3 separate regions of the Sus scrofa genome follow, and all the other regions are linked to region 3. Evidence: chromatin contacts called from public Hi-C and HiChIP or PLAC-seq data. All regions are on one chromosome and are shown on one strand. The core of a region is the stretch at or near the end of the contact, and the rest is flanking DNA. Distances in the headings are between cores, read along the strand shown. Region 1 holds the start of GRB2 (growth factor receptor bound protein 2). Region 2 holds the start of CASKIN2 (caskin-2). Region 3 holds the start of KCTD2 (BTB/POZ domain-containing protein KCTD2).

Region 1 (4,506 bases), core at 988-3,487, 300 kb before region 3:
TGGGGAAAAAATATATAGGTTATAGAGCAAGGCAGGTGTAGGTTCAAATCTCAGATCTAGGGGTTCCCTGGTGGCTCAGCAGGTTGAGGATCCAGCATGGCCACCACTGTATCTTGGAGTCATTGCTGTGACATGGGTTGGATTCCTGGCCCTGAAAAGTCTATATGCTGTAGCCGCGGCTAAAAAAAAAAAAAAAAAAAAAAAAACACCAAAAAAACTCAGATGGAATGTACTGGGGTTTCCTTGGGTAACTTCCTAACCGCTTTAAGCCTCAGTTTCCCAGTCTGTAAAATGGAGAGAGTATCCAGTGTAAAAACACCATGATATCAGCATACATCACGTGGTAGATAGATGGTCCTCTTGTTCTTTTCCCCTCATGCCAGACAGCTCCTGCTCAAAACCCTTCAGAGGCTGTCATTTGTCAGCAAAGCCTCAGCCGCACATCTTGGCCTTGCCTCCCATTACTCTGCTCCCTGGATCCTAAACTCTGGCTGATCTGGAAGACCAGCGATTCCATCACTCCCCCTCCCTGTTTCCAGGTTATAGTTCAAATGCCAAGTCCTCCCTGATTGCCTGAGCTCCAGGTAACTGGCCCCCTCCTTTGCAGGTCCTACATGTGACCCTTAGGGCCAACTCTTCTGTCTTGCAGACCAGACAACTCTCCTCTAGAAGACAAACTGCTGAAAACAGAGGCTCTGTCCAGTTCATTTATCACCCTGCGTGCCACGCATGCAGCTGATGCTTGACAAATACTTGGTGAAAGAATAATTCATACTCTTTATTTCAACGGGCTTGTTTTCTTCAGGGAATCATGTTTTGTTTTGTTTGTCTTTTTGGCCTTTCTAGGGCCCAGGCTAGGGGTCCAATCAGAGCTGTAGCTGCCGGCCTACGCCAGAACCACAGCAATGCGGGATCTGAGCCGCGTCTGCGACCTACACCACAGCTCACGACAACGCCAGATCCCCAACCCACTGAGCAAGGCCAGGGATCGAACCCGCAGCCTCATGGTTCCTAGTCAGATTCATTCACCACTGTGCCAGGACAGGAACTCCCACGTTTCTTAATTTTTATATCTTGCTCTTTTGGTGGCTTCCGGAATTCACATCACCGTCAGATGCTCTGTTCTCTCCTTTGATTGGGACTGAAAAATAAGAGTTACTCCTCCAAGCCTCATCTTCTGCCACTACCAGGTAACTCACCCCGCCTCATACAGGAATCAAACTACTTCGCGTTGCAGGGAACACGATGCCCACGCCTCCGTTCCCTCGTACGTGCGTGCTGTTCCCTTTGCCTGGAATGCCCTTGCAATGGCTTCTCTGGCAAACTCCTACTCATCCTCCAAGACAGCTCAGATAACGCCACAGCGTTCTCCGAGAACGCTTTTCTGAGATGGGAGGAGCGGCGACCCCTCGCCTCTCCTCAGCCTTCTCCAAATAATTCTGACCGTACTTATGGTATTATTTGTTCTTTCCCTCCTATAGATCTTGAATTCGTTTCTGTGCAGAAAGGGCCCGGATTTCTGTTCTTAGTTGGACCCTCTATACTTGACACAGTGCTTAGAATGTACTAGGCACTTGGTTCAATCGATGAGCGAACGAATATGTTCATTCACCTAACGCAGCAGAGTTTGTTTGGACCAGATTCTCAAATATTTCCAGACCTGATCCTCTATTTGGCTTGCTTCACGTGGGAGGGAGATTCCCCCCCAACCCCGCCAAACTGGGTTGGTGGAAGGGGAAAACGAAGTGATTAGGGTGTGCATAAAAGTCCTTTCTTGGCTGGGGGAAAAATGTAATTGTAATGTATACATGTAAGGATAACCTGACCCCCTTGCTGTACAGTGGAGAAATAAAAAAAAAATAAGTTGATATCGGCCATCAAAAGTAATATGACAATTGAATCATGCAAATGTGGGGCATAAAAAAAAAAAAGTCCTTTCTTTCGGAGGTGAGTTGTAATTGACCCGCTCTGGCACCGAAAGGGTTACGGCGACCCAGGGGTGGAGCCCTGTCGGTGCCACCTGCTGCGGGGCGGCCTGGCGCCTGCGCTCTGGCCTGTAGCTGATCTACCTGCGGGGGGCCTGGCGGAGGAGGAGCGCTTGCGCTCTGGGCCTTTTCCGCCGGGGGAAGTCTCGCGGGGGCGGGGCGGGGCGGGGCCGCACAGGGAAGTTCTCGCGGGACCCCGACCAGGAGCGGAAGCGAGGCGGCTGTGCTGCTTCAGCTACCGGACCGCGGCGGCGACGACGAAGACTGTGGCGGTGACGGCGGCGAGAATAGGCGCTGCCCTCGGGGAGCAGCAGAGGGGTCTGCGGCCGCTCGCACCGCTGCAGAGGGGCCGGCCGGGCGTGGAGCGGAGCAGCTGCGCCACGGTGAGTGTGGCTGGCGGCGACGGCGCTGCTCGCGTGCTGCTTCCTCCCCGCTTCGTCGCGGGAGTCGGCCCCGGGGGACCGGGCCCAGGGTACCGTGGGCTGCCGGGCCTGGGGGTCGGGAGTGCGAGGCTCCGGGCGGGGAGCGGAGCGCCCGGGCTCCGGGCTCCATGTTTCCCCTTTTGGGGCGCTTCCTTCCCGGGGACCGTCCTCTCAGTACCCTTGGCTTGGAACAGAGCCCTGGACGAGAGGCTGGGGGCTCCTGATTTAATTTTATGCTTTCTTCGTGAAGGTTTGCACAGGGGGGACCCGGAGAAGCCCGAGAACACAGGGTAATCATTCTGTGAGTCAGTGTGACTTGGCCCGGGAGGCGGGGGATTCGAGGCGGGTTGCAAATATGGTGATTGATGCTCCTTCGACCTATACGGCCACCACGTCACCAACTCCTGGTGTTTGGGGGCCGAATTTTGGGAGGAAACCCACCAACCCTATTAATACTGTGAGCGAGGACGTTTGTTACCGGAGCCAGTAGAAATACCTTTACTTTTATTGCGCTTTTTTTTTTTTTTTGACTGCTTCCCTAAAAACATTTGTTAAGAAAAGTAAGCAGCAGTTAATCGGAATGCTCCGAAGAAAGATTTCCGTGATCGAGGGCAGAGAATCGCTGGCACTTTTCATTTGCAGCTCTCTCTGTGTATAGGATTGTAAAGCCATGCTAGTTAACAGCTTATTTAGGGAGTTCACCTAGGCTGGCTTCAGATGCAGCAAAAGTATACTTTGCAGAAGAGCCGAAGTGCCCTCGCGGGTTCTGTCTTTTGCTACTCTTGAGTCTCAGAAGAGGGTGGAAAAGAAAGGCGCACTAGAGAAATTCGCTTTAGTCTTCTGGGCTTTCTAGTCCCTCTGTTCACTTTGCACTCCACAGTTGCTGCCTTTCTAAACTTCTCCCTTGTCTTCTGCGGCCACGAAATGCTTACTCCGTATAATGCAAGTCACTTGCCCCCTCCCCCCTTTTAGTCTAATCTACTTCCCCTTCCTCCTTATTGTCCCTTTTGGCATAATTTTTTGAGGTTTCTGCTCTTTCGCCCGTTCGTTTTTCTCCCTCATTTAAAGATTCCGTTTCTCTCCCGGAAAGATGATGCCCTCTTCCCTGCTTTATCCTTTGCTGTGAAGCGTCCACTGTGTTTCTTCAGTCAGCCAGAAGGGTTGCTAGAGAGCTGTGCGAGACTTAAGGTCTCCCCCTGGGAGCTGGGAGGCTCAAAGGATTGAGTTCAGCCGTAACCAATACTGCACTAATACTGCACTAGATCACAAGTGTAGCTTGCTGGTGTTTTTGTGTTTTAGTTGTTTTTTTTCACTTTTAGATCGCATTTTTGTGCCTGCTCAGGTTTTTCTATGTCTCTCTTATGTTAGTAAGGAAGATTGGGTCAATTTGGGGCTCATATGCCTTCTTTTTGGCTTTTAGCGGGGGAGGCGACTTAAAAAATGAAAACCAACCATAGACACCTATATTACAATCAAGAGAGCTTGAACCATTTAAGGGAATAGAATTTATTTAGACTACTGATGAATTAATTAAAGCTTGCCTGTTGGAGTAGTACTAACTTATTCTTTCCCAGGCTTTTAAAGATCAGGTGTCTCTTCCTGCATCTGCTATAAGCAGCCTTCTTTGTTATTGTTGCTGGGCTTGAGGGGGGAAGGCGGTTGACAGAAAGAAATAACTATGTTCTGTTGGCCTTTCCTTTGTTTAAAATGTTCTGAATCCCCCAAATTTAAAAAGGTTAATTCTTGTAATCAGCTTTGTTTGTTACTAAAAGCAAGCACTCAAATGCTTGAGGCAGTTTACTTCCTCAGCAAGTGTGTTCAGATTTGAGGGATTACTAGGTTTTTCAATACAACTAATTGATGGTACTTAGAGATTTTTCCCCGAAATTCTTGTTACCATGTTGCACATTGTGTAGCAACAGTTCTAATGGTTACTTAGAACAAAAAAGTAATAGATTTTGGAGAAATGAAGTAATACGGAATAGAGACCCACTATGGTTTCCTGAGAGAAATTAATAGTTATTCGCTTAATTCAGAAGACATTTCTGGCACTCCTGAATGACTATTGAGAGCCTTTGTTTTTTTTTTGTTTTTTGTTT
Region 2 (4,769 bases), core at 1,856-4,355, 390 kb before region 3:
TGCCGCCAAAACAAGGTCTCAGTCTCTGAATTCCTATCACTCACTTACCTTACTCTGGGCATAAATGACATTTAGTGGTTTTTATCCCCCCCCCCCCCTTTTGGCCACATCCACAGCATGCAGAAGTTCCCAGGTCAGGGAATGAACCCATGCCATGGCAGTGACCCAAGCCACAGCAGTGACAATGCTGGATTCTTAACCCACGGAGCCACAAGGGAACTCCACTTTCAGAGTTTCTTGACTTAAATCCCCAAAAGCTGATAGCTGATAGCTACCAGGAAAAAAAATACAGCCCAGAATATTTTGATACCAAAGCTGTGGTGAGTGAGCTCCTACCTATCGCGCAGGTAGGAAGACAGCAGAAGGTGGAGGACATCTGCCTCCCACCCCACAGACAGGGGGAGGGCGGGGGACTGGCCTCTGGATGTGTCCCTGTGTCCCTGTCAGGGAGGTGCAGGCAGGAATGTCCCCATCTTGCTTGATCTCTCAGTAACCTCCACATGGCCTACCACTTCCTCCTTGGAAGACCTTCTCTTGGCTTCTGTGATGCTCCCTCACCTGCTTTTTCTCCTTGGGTCCCCCATCTTCCCCTGACCTCATGCTGGAGTGTCCGGGTCCCGGGCCACACCTCCACACAGCCCAGTGAGGTTGGCAATACCATCTGTGCGGTTATGATGCCCACATATCTGTCTCTAGCCTTGGGCTCCCCCTCCTCCCCTTTTTCCTGGCTCTCACCTGTGAAGTCAATCATCCACTTGCTTGCTTGCTTATCTATGACCCAAATGCCACCGCGAGAATGTAAGCACTTTAGCCACCGAGCTCTTGACTGCCTGGTAGCCTCAGTACATGGCCCTGTGCCTAGCCCCTTGTCAGTACTCATAAGCACTTGTTAGCTGAGTAGGTGGGTGGCTCCTCTCCGGGGAGAGAATGACAGATACCTGGTACTGCAGGAAAGTCACAGTGTCCTCAGTCAGCAGCAGCTGGTAGGCCTCCTGGATAGACAGTGGCAGGTCTTCGTGGAAGAGCTGGATGGAACCCTGGAAGTGGGGCCAACAGCCCGGCTTGTGAATCCTCCCTGCAGTGGCACAGCCAATGGGGCGACTTCCTGGCTTGCTATACCCCCCCCACCCCCCATCGCAGCGAGAATATGGCCAACCAGGAAGACAGGGGGTCGGGGAGGGAGGCAGCACTCAGAATTAGGCTGGAATCCCTGCTCCCCGCGTGGTACTCTTGTCTCCTGCTCTGGAAATCAGGTTACAAGCTCCCAGAATGCTCAGATGATATACTTTTCTTCCAATAAAAACATGGCCTTCCCGTTCCTTGGTCCCGAGCCCTTTGCCGCGCTCCCAGGGCCCCACTCACACACTCCAGCAGATACAAGGCCTCTTCTGGGTGAAGCCGCTGCCGTCCCTGCTCTGAGAAGCCCATAGTCTGCCAGAATTTACCCTGCGTGGGACCCAGAGCAAATGTCACAAAGGAGCCGGGAGGGCAGGGAGGGCGGGCTCCCTGTCTCAAAGGCCCACGGCTCACCGCAGGAGACTTCAGCTCCACGAAGCCTTCTTCCGGTCTCCACTCGGCGGCCACCAAACTGCCCCTGGCAAGGAGTGGGGAGGGGGCCGTCTCAATCTGCGGGCTTAGTCGACCCGGTCCGTCCGCCCGGCTCCGCCCCCGGCCCGGCCCGCCCCCCTCACAGGCGCTCCACGCGCTCCTCCGCCAGCAGCTGCCAGAGCTCCTCGCGGCACAAGCGCAGCCGCTCAGCCTGGGCCGCCGAGCCGTCGGGAAGGAAGTCCTTGGGGCCATGCGAGCGCTGGGGCAGCTTCTGGGGCCGCGAGCGGGCGGCGAAGAGCTCCGGCACACTGGGGAAAGCAAGAAGGGACGCGGGGTTAGCGCCACGCAGTCGGGACCGCTCGGCCCTGGCCGGGATCCCCGTCCTGGGTGCCCATCTCCTTCCCTGCGCCCACCCTGCGGTCCCGGCGCCTCCCCCGGGCCGGGCCGCGCCGCGCCGCACCTGAGCACGCGCCCGGGAGGAACCTCCACCTCGGCGGACCCAGGTTCGGGCTCCATCGGGCCGCCGTCTGCAGCTGCGCGCGCGCGCGCGCGCGCCGCCCATGCCCCGCCCACCGCCGGAACTCCGCGCGGCCCTAGCGCCCGCCAATCCGACCTCTGCTCCTCCGCGCTCCAGATCAACCCACCTGCTTTCCACCTTCCTGGTGTCCTGGGTCCTAGCGCCTGCCAACAGACATGGGGCTCGATTCCGGAGGCGGAGAGCTTGCAGGTTTCTGGATTTGTTAGGACCATCTCTCCGATCCCCAGCCCTCCTCTGGGCTCCTCTCTAGTAAAACTTGCGGAGCCTGACGTTTGAAAGTGTGCTATGAAGAGTCAAATTCATGATCTTCCCCTCCGCAGCCCTGAGCTGCTTAGTCCCCATCACCCATTGGGACAGGGAGGGAAGAAGAGGGGTGTAGAGATGGGCGAGTGCTAGGTTCCCGAATTCCAGCTTCACAAACTGGAGGCCGCCGAGGGCTGTCAGATGCGATCTAGGGAGGTTCGGTGTTCCTTCAGGGTCTTCCGTTGGGTCTCTTCCTAAGGGCTCGGAAACTATGTTTTCAGGGCCGGGGGCGGGAGGCCGCTGTCCGACCCACGATGGTGCTGAAGCGCCACCATAGATGGTCATAGGCACCTCCTCGAAGCTGGGGTCCCCGCCGCCGCCACCACGGGCCGCTCCGACACGGGCCGCTAGGTGGCACCATTGCTCCAACCAGCGGTTGTTGGTCTGCTATTCTGGCCTCGCGGGCAGAGGTCGCCGCGGCGGTCCCTGGAGGGGCGAGGGGCAAAAGGGAAGGGGGATTTCCCAAGTGAGATTCCTGGGTCTCGGTTCCCAGACCCCTTCGCATCATGTCTTCCCTCCCGCCCGTCACAAACAGGGCACCTCACCCTTCAGTCTGAACCCTAGAGCCCCAGATCGCCCCTGCTCCAACAGCCGGGACGCAGCGTACTCTCGTCCCCACCCCCGCCGCTTCACCTGGGCGCATGCGCTGAGCGAGGCAGTGTCCAAGGTCCGGACCCGAGTGATGGGGGCGGGGCCTGGGCGGCTCGGGGCGGGGCCCCAGGCACTGACTGACAGCCCGACTGCGCGGCCGGGACGATCCCTCCGCTCCCGATCCGGCGGGAGGGAAGGGGGAGGGGCGGGATTTCCTGCGGGAGGCGCCGAGCCGGCCTTGGAAAAGGAGGAGAAGAAGGAGAAAAGGGGTAAGGGGGGCAGTGGGAGCCGCCGTCCGGAGTGCCAGGGACCGAGCGGGACCAGCCGGACCCCCAGCGGGGCGGCTGGAGAGGTGAGACGGCGGGGTCTGAGCTGGGGGTCAGCACCCTTGAGGGCGGGTACAAACTAACTTTTCCTGCGGGATCGGCGGGCGCCTACATCTGTCGGCTCCTTCTGTCCTTTTCGCGCCCCTATCCCGTCCTCCCGCATCAATCCCTCCGGCACTTGGCCCTCCCGGTCCCTCCCGCCGCTTTGTTCCCCGGTCGGCTGGAGCTGGGCTGGGTTGGGGGGGTTGCGCGGCGCTGGACTGGCATTCCGGGGGGCGGGGGAGCCAGCCCGACCCCAGGCACTGCCAGGGGCGCCCTCCCCCAATGTCGGCCTCGGGCCTTGAGCTGGAGTGCCCTCTGGGTTGGGCTTGGGACATTTTGGGAGGAAGGGCGACCCCAGCTAGGGCCCCAGGCCTGCACGGGGCTCATGCCACAGGACTTGGGCAGCAAATTCATGGCCACTGAGGAACTGACGTAAGCTTTTCTAAAGTGAAGTCGGGGCTCTGGGCCACAGATTCAGGCTTGGGGGGGGCCAGGCAGCCTCATTTACCAGCGGTGCCCCAGCTCTTATCTCTGTTCTCTGCCCAGCTGCTTCCCCATCCCGCGCAAGGGTCAGCAACAGGTGCCGGAAAGCCTCCCTGTCCTGCAGGCAGACCCTCGGCCAGAGATGGAGAGCCGTAGCTCCCACTCCACCCTCTAGATTCATGAAGAGCCCTGGGGCAAGGGCATCCAGCTATTACAGCAAAGCTTAGAGAGGGAGGGGTCTGGGGGCAGGCGCCTTCCACAGGGAGTGACCACGGGCCGGGCTGCCTGCGCCTGACCTTCTGCCAGGCCCCACCTTCTGGCCCACCAGTTGTCTGTGGGTGTCAGTGCCCGGGGCTGTGGAGAACAGGCTGCTGGCCCCGCCTACCCCAATGTGTCGTGCTGCCAGGGCCCCTCCTGCCCCAGGTTGAGGTGCTGCCAGGTGCCCTGGGGCCTCAGTGACTCAACCTCCCCCTCCCAGGACCCCTTCCCCCCACCAAGTGCTGCTCTCAGGCGTGGTGGCTCCCTCCCCTCTTTGAGTGGCTCAGCCCCTCCCTTGACTCACAAGGGCAGCCAGGATGATTTGGGGGGTCCCTGGAGGCCCTGTCCGGTTCTTTCTCTGAGCCCTGCTTCTGGGACCCTTTCAGGCTCTGGCCCAGCCTTCAGCGGACCACACCTTTTCCAGACCCCTGACACCTGTCCACCGCCGCCGCTGCTGCCGCCGCTGCCCAAGGCCCGAGGGAATGCAGGCTGCCCTCTGGGTGGGCACTGGTGCTCCTGAGCCACTTTGGGAAGATTGGCGTTCCCAGTCCTGGCCCATCCCTGGGCTGTCGGAAGCTGCAAGCTGATATCCGTCCAGATTTCCACACAGCCTCCACCCCCTCAGAGATCAGCTTTCCGGCCTGTGGTGGCAGCTCACGAAGCACCTTGAGGGAGTAGCT
Region 3 (5,086 bases), core at 1,139-3,638:
ATCCAAGCGCGTTTGTGACTGACACCATAGCTCATGGCAATGCTGGATCCTTAACCCACTGAGCGAGGCCAGGGATTGAACCCGCAACCTCACGGTTCCTAGTTGGATTCATTTCTGCTGCGCCACAACGGGAACTCTGGCCCCCTGCTCATTTTCATCAACCTTTGCTACACCTGCACAGGAGCTCAATGACTATCTCAAAATTCAAGTGTGTGTAACAGCTTTAAAGATTTGGCCTGAACTTTAAAAATGTCCTGTGCAAACACTCTTCTTACCTTCTTCTGCCAATTCCTTCGTAATGATGAGCTTCCCGTGGCGGAGGTAGTTGAGGATGGGACCAAAGTAGGTAGGGTCCCTGTCAATCAGATAGGCCCCTGTCTCGTCCTGCCAAACAAACACAAGGGTGTCATTGTGCAGCTTTCCGACTAGGTCAGGGCAGGATTTCCACCCCTCTGTCACAAGTCACCAGTGAGAGGATAAGTTCTGCTCGTTGGTTATCACAAACCATCGGCAAGAAGGCTAGCTTTATGCATCTCCGACTTTAAGGTCATTCCAGGGAGGGTGTTACAGATGTACAGTGATATTCATCATCCAGGCTTTAGCTGGAAATTTTAAAATCTTCCCTCAGAAACAATTACCAACATTCTTCCTTTGGAACGTTTGTTACTAAGAAACAGAAGAAGAAAATGCTATGGTTGCAGGACCAAAATTTTTTGCGTGAGATGGACATACTGACTTCTCTATTGTCCCCGAGTCACATTCCTAATTCCAAGAAAACCTCTGTTTAGTTGGCATTGCTCCTGAGCTCAGGGCCAACATCAGTGGGAGTGTGCATTGGCAGCTGTAACTCACACATCCTAGCTCTGTGCCCAGAGGAAGCTTGGCACTGCCAGGACTTGGCTCTGAGCAGTTTTAATCCTACTCATCTTTACAGTAAAGGGAACAAGAAGAAACTGGCTGCTACTGCAACGAGGAAAATCTGGGGGCAGATAAAAATAATTCTTTTCTGAGCAAGATTTTGGAAACTCTTTAAAGTTAGGGCAGGACCGGTCTTCAATCTGAGATTTATTACTGGAGAAGCAGGAGATGAATAAATGAAATCGACCAATGTTTATCCAACCCCAGCTTTGTTGCAAAGGAACACCTGAGTGCTACCTGGGCTATAAGGCAGTGAAGTAATGGTCAATGCCCATAAATTGGAAATTAAAAGATGAACGTATAAAGTTAAAAAGAAATTCAAACGGCTGAAACTGAAAATGGGTTAAGTGTCTTGTCACTCTCAACTCTTTGGTTAGCAGCCACGCATCTTTTGCCCAATGGCACTCTTTGGGTTTCATTTTCACTAGTCTTAGCCGGTCAGCTTAGATTTGCACTGGCAAATGGTAACCTCTTTCCAAGGAATGTATATGATCTCAAATATGGATCTGAAACAGTGACAGTTACCAGATACGAGCTCAGGGACCAGGATCACAGAAAAGATGTGTAATATCACGAGAAGCACTTCCTGCAGCTGTCATCGTCAGACCCAGGCTTCACCCAACTTGGCACAGGGGTCCGAGAGGAAGTCTGAGAAAGCTACAAAGATGCCTTAGCTCATCCTGACCCAGTTCTGGATGCATCTGCCACAGGCGGTGAGGGGCTGAAGAGGAGCCAGGGAAAAACTCACGCACACCTGAGGGGCTGGGATGAGGTGCAAAGAGGAATTCGGAGGAGGGGTGTGGAGTGGATTCTCGTGGGTGAGAGTGGGCACAGTGTGGGGTAGGAGGCGCTGAGAACGAAGGGCGGGGTAGGAGAGAAAGGCTGCCTGCGCCTGAGGATGGAGAAGAGCCCCTGGCGTTAGCTTGACGGGGAAAGAGGTGGGAAGGGTGTCCCGGCCCGAGGAACCCGCCAGTGAGAAGAGTGGCGCAGCAATCTGGGGACCAGCCTAGGAGGAACGAAGGGGTTCGAAGGCCGGGGGCGCGCCCGAGGGCGGGGCGCACCTTGTCTGAGTCCAGCTCCGGGTCCTCCTGGCAGCAGAGGCGGCAGAGAAAGGACTTGGGCTCCCGGCCTAGGGTCTGCCTGGTGGTCACGAAGTAGGTGCCGCCCACGTTCAGCCGGACCCAGCGGGCCGCGCCGCCGCCCCCTGCCCGCTCGGGCGGTCCGGGACCCGGCTCCAGTGGCTGCGCGGCGGCGGTGGGCGGGCGGCCGTGTCCGCGGGGTGTGGAGCCAGCGGGGCGAGGGCTGGGGGGCCCGCGGCCCGGGCCACCCCCATCTCCCAGCCCGCTCCCGCCACCCCCTCCCAGCCCGGCCATCGCCGGGTCCAGCTGCAGCTCCGCCATCTTGGGCCGCCGCCGCCGCCGCCGCTGCCCGCCCGCCGCCGGGCCGGCCCATCTCTCGGCAGGGAGAGCCGGGCCGGCCCATCGGCGGGGGTGGGGCCGGGGGAGAGGGACTGGAGCGCCCCCAACCAGCGCCCGGGGACCCGTGCTGTGGAGGCGCTGCGGCCGCCTCCGGGGGCGGGATTTCCGGAAGTAGCCGTCATCTCTATTGGCTGTCTTGGGAAACAAGGCCCGTCCCTTTAGCTTTGGGATTGGCTGAGGTGAGGCCTTCCGGTGATCCACTTCCGTTCCTTGCTGCCTTGGACTGAGGGCCTCCGGAGTCGGTGAAGGTGAGTGGGGTTTGGGGCCCTTGGTCGCGACCCTTGCAGGTTCTTCTGCCCTGCTGACTCCAAACCTGGGCCTGATCCTTGTTGCACCCTTGCCGAGGACACCGGGCCCTGCGGTTTCCCCTCTGGCAGTGTCCCAGCTGTTCCACGCTCCCCTTCTCTCCCTTCCCCCCGAGCGCTAGGTCGCAGGGACCATTCTGTGACCTGCTGCCTTTGACTTAGGCGCCTCTACTAACCTTGTCTCGTCTAGCCCGCCCCAGCGCGACCGACTTCAGTAGTCTGGTTTGGAGGGTGAGGAAACGTTTCTCGGAGATAGTTTTAGCTTGCTGGGTGACACTAGGGTTCCAGCATTCGAGGGTGTGAAGCTTTCAGAGCCTCTCAAGTGCAGGGTTCGTTTATCCGTTCAACAGATATTCACTGAGCACCTCCTGTGTGCAATATCTGTTCTAGGCGCTGGGGATTCCGTAGTAAATAAAAGACAACAGTCCCTTTATTTATGAAGCCTACTTTCTGCTGGTGCTTGGAATAGTCTCTGTGAGGGCACTTGTTTGGCGTATTTAAAAGTCAGCTGTCCCTCCCCTCCCCTCTGGGTAACATTAGCTATCCTGAGAGCAAAAGGAAGCAGCAGGTATTGGACGAATGGTTTTTTTTTTTTTTTAAGATCCTGGGGAAGATTTCTTCCATCTCCTTTGCGACTCCCTCTATAGCTTGTAAAGACCTTTGATATTTCAATCTGTTTCCTAATGTCTATTTTCTCATATTCTGTCTTTGTTTAAAAAAGAAATGGCAGTGATGCATTTCCATCTTCTCTCATATTCACACGTGTATTGTATACCTCTTTTAAGGGTATTGCTAGTATACTCAGGGTATGTGCTAATGCTGCAGGGGATGATAAGACATGAATAGCGGGTAGAGAGCCCCTTAAGTTTGTATAAGATTGTAGAGCCGGAGTTCCCTTTGTGCCTCAGCAGGTTAATAGCCTGCCCTCTCCGTGAGAATGCGGGTTCAATCCCTGGCATTCTTCAGTAGGTTACGGACTGGTATTGCCACAAGCTGTGGCCTAAGTCGCACATGGTGGCTTGGATCCAGCTTTGCTGTGGCTGTGGCTGGCTGCAGCTTTGACCCCCTAGCCCAGGAACTTCCATGTGCCACAAGTGCGGCCCTAAAAAAAAGAAAGAAAAAGATTGTAGAGGAAATTGATGTGCAAATTACATTTGGTAACTTTTTAACACCCTTCCTAGGTAAGCAGAGCTATTCTCATTTTTCAGATGAGGAAATTCTGGTCAAGAGTCTGCTCTATTTAACTACGCTTTGTTAAAATGTGTCACGTTCTGTGCACTGGAGAATCAGTGAATTAAATGCAAACTCAGTGGAAATGTATTTAAATCATTAACTTTTATGTAATGTATGAATATTACTTTAGCAATATTTCCAAAGGTACATGGACTGCAAACACTAGAGAACAGAGCTTTTAAGGATGAGTTAGGTGTTAGGGAATAGAGAGAAGACCATCGTGTTTATGTGCCAAGTTGCACACCTTGAATTTGAAAACCTAAATTGTCCTTTTTTGATTTAGTAATCCTCATTCCTTTACTTGACTAATAAAACCACCCAAGATGCCGGTCTTTCTTTTTCTTTTTTTTTTTGGTCTTTTTAGGGCTGCACCCACAGCATATGGAGGTTCCCAGGCTAGGGGTCAAATCGGACCGGTAGCTGTCGGTCTACATCACAGCCACAGCTATGCTGGATCTGAGCTGCATCTGTGACCTACACCGCAGTTGTGGCAATGAGGATCCCCAATCCACTGAGCAAGGCCAGGGAATCGAACATGGGATACTAGTCAGGTCCATTAACCCCTGAGCCATGATGTGAGTGCTGATGCTGATCCTTCTTAAAGACTGGTATATTTCTGGAGTTCCTGTCATGGCTCAGTGGTTAATGAATTTGACTAGGAGCCATGATGTTGTGGGTTTGATCCCTGCCCTTGCTCAGTGGGTTTGAAGATCCTGCGTTGCCGTGAGCTGTGGTGTAGGTCATAGACGTGGCTTGGATCTGGCGTGGCTGTGCCTGTGGCATGGGCCAGCAGCAACAGCTCCGATTAGACCCCTAGCCTGGGAACTTCCATGTGCCGCGGGAGTGGCCCTAGAAAAGGCAAAAAGACAAAAAAAAAAAAAAAAAAAATACACCTGTATTTCTCAGATGTCCTTCAGAGGATTCTCTCCAAGAGCTCTGTTTTGATCTGACCTGTTTTATTTTCCAGGATCTGAAGATGGCTGGGCGGAAACTTGCTCTAAAAGCCATTGACTGGGTAGCCTTTGGGGAGATCATACCCCGAAACCAGAAGGCCATTGCTAACTCCCTGAAATCCTGGAATGAGACCCTCTCCACCAGGTCAGTACCTTGCCAAGAGGGAGCCTCTTAACCTGTCACAATGTGGAAACATGC

Evidence for each region. A called contact is a pair of places that touch in the nucleus more often than the background predicts. HiChIP or PLAC-seq counts read pairs in DNA pulled down with a chosen protein or histone mark.
Region 1: a contact with region 3 is called in a Hi-C map of mesenteric adipose tissue, with 1.7 times the contacts expected there. The contact joins the promoter of GRB2 here to the promoter of KCTD2 in region 3. A contact is called at or near these places in 1 of 5 promoter capture datasets (fetal liver), 6 of 47 Hi-C or Micro-C datasets (embryonic fibroblasts, epiblast stem cells, fetal liver and 3 more) and 2 of 2 datasets of contacts at active chromatin or transcription factors (alveolar macrophages and skeletal muscle).
Region 2: an H3K27ac HiChIP or PLAC-seq map of alveolar macrophages shows a contact between it and region 3, with 5 times the contacts expected there. The contact joins the promoter of CASKIN2 here to the promoter of KCTD2 in region 3. A contact is called at or near these places in 1 of 5 promoter capture datasets (liver), 3 of 47 Hi-C or Micro-C datasets (embryonic fibroblasts, skeletal muscle and subcutaneous adipose tissue) and 1 of 2 datasets of contacts at active chromatin or transcription factors (alveolar macrophages).

What each region holds. Positions count from the first base shown.
Region 1 is chr12:5,938,486-5,942,991 of Sscrofa11.1, forward strand. GRB2 (growth factor receptor bound protein 2) reads left to right here and starts at 2,238. Exons shown (of 6, transcript NM_001137628.1): 1 at 2,238-2,368.
Region 2 is chr12:5,852,769-5,857,537 of Sscrofa11.1, forward strand. It overlaps CASKIN2 (caskin-2), which reads left to right and starts at 3,106. Exons shown (of 20, transcript XM_021066645.1): 1 at 3,106-3,332; 2 at 4,476-4,769. It overlaps TSEN54 (tRNA-splicing endonuclease subunit Sen54), which reads right to left and starts at 3,023. Exons shown (of 12, transcript XM_021066651.1): 1 at 2,935-3,023; 2 at 2,193-2,815; 3 at 1,692-1,856; 4 at 1,531-1,594; 5 at 1,363-1,446; 6 at 939-1,037. The coding sequence starts at 1,428.
Region 3 is chr12:6,238,975-6,244,060 of Sscrofa11.1, forward strand. KCTD2 (BTB/POZ domain-containing protein KCTD2) reads right to left here and starts at 2,389. Exons shown (of 6, transcript XM_021066666.1): 1 at 1,980-2,389; 2 at 276-384. The coding sequence starts at 2,318. ATP5H (ATP synthase, H+ transporting, mitochondrial Fo complex subunit D) reads left to right here and starts at 4,900. Exons shown (of 5, transcript NM_001244684.1): 1 at 4,900-5,032. The coding sequence starts at 4,911.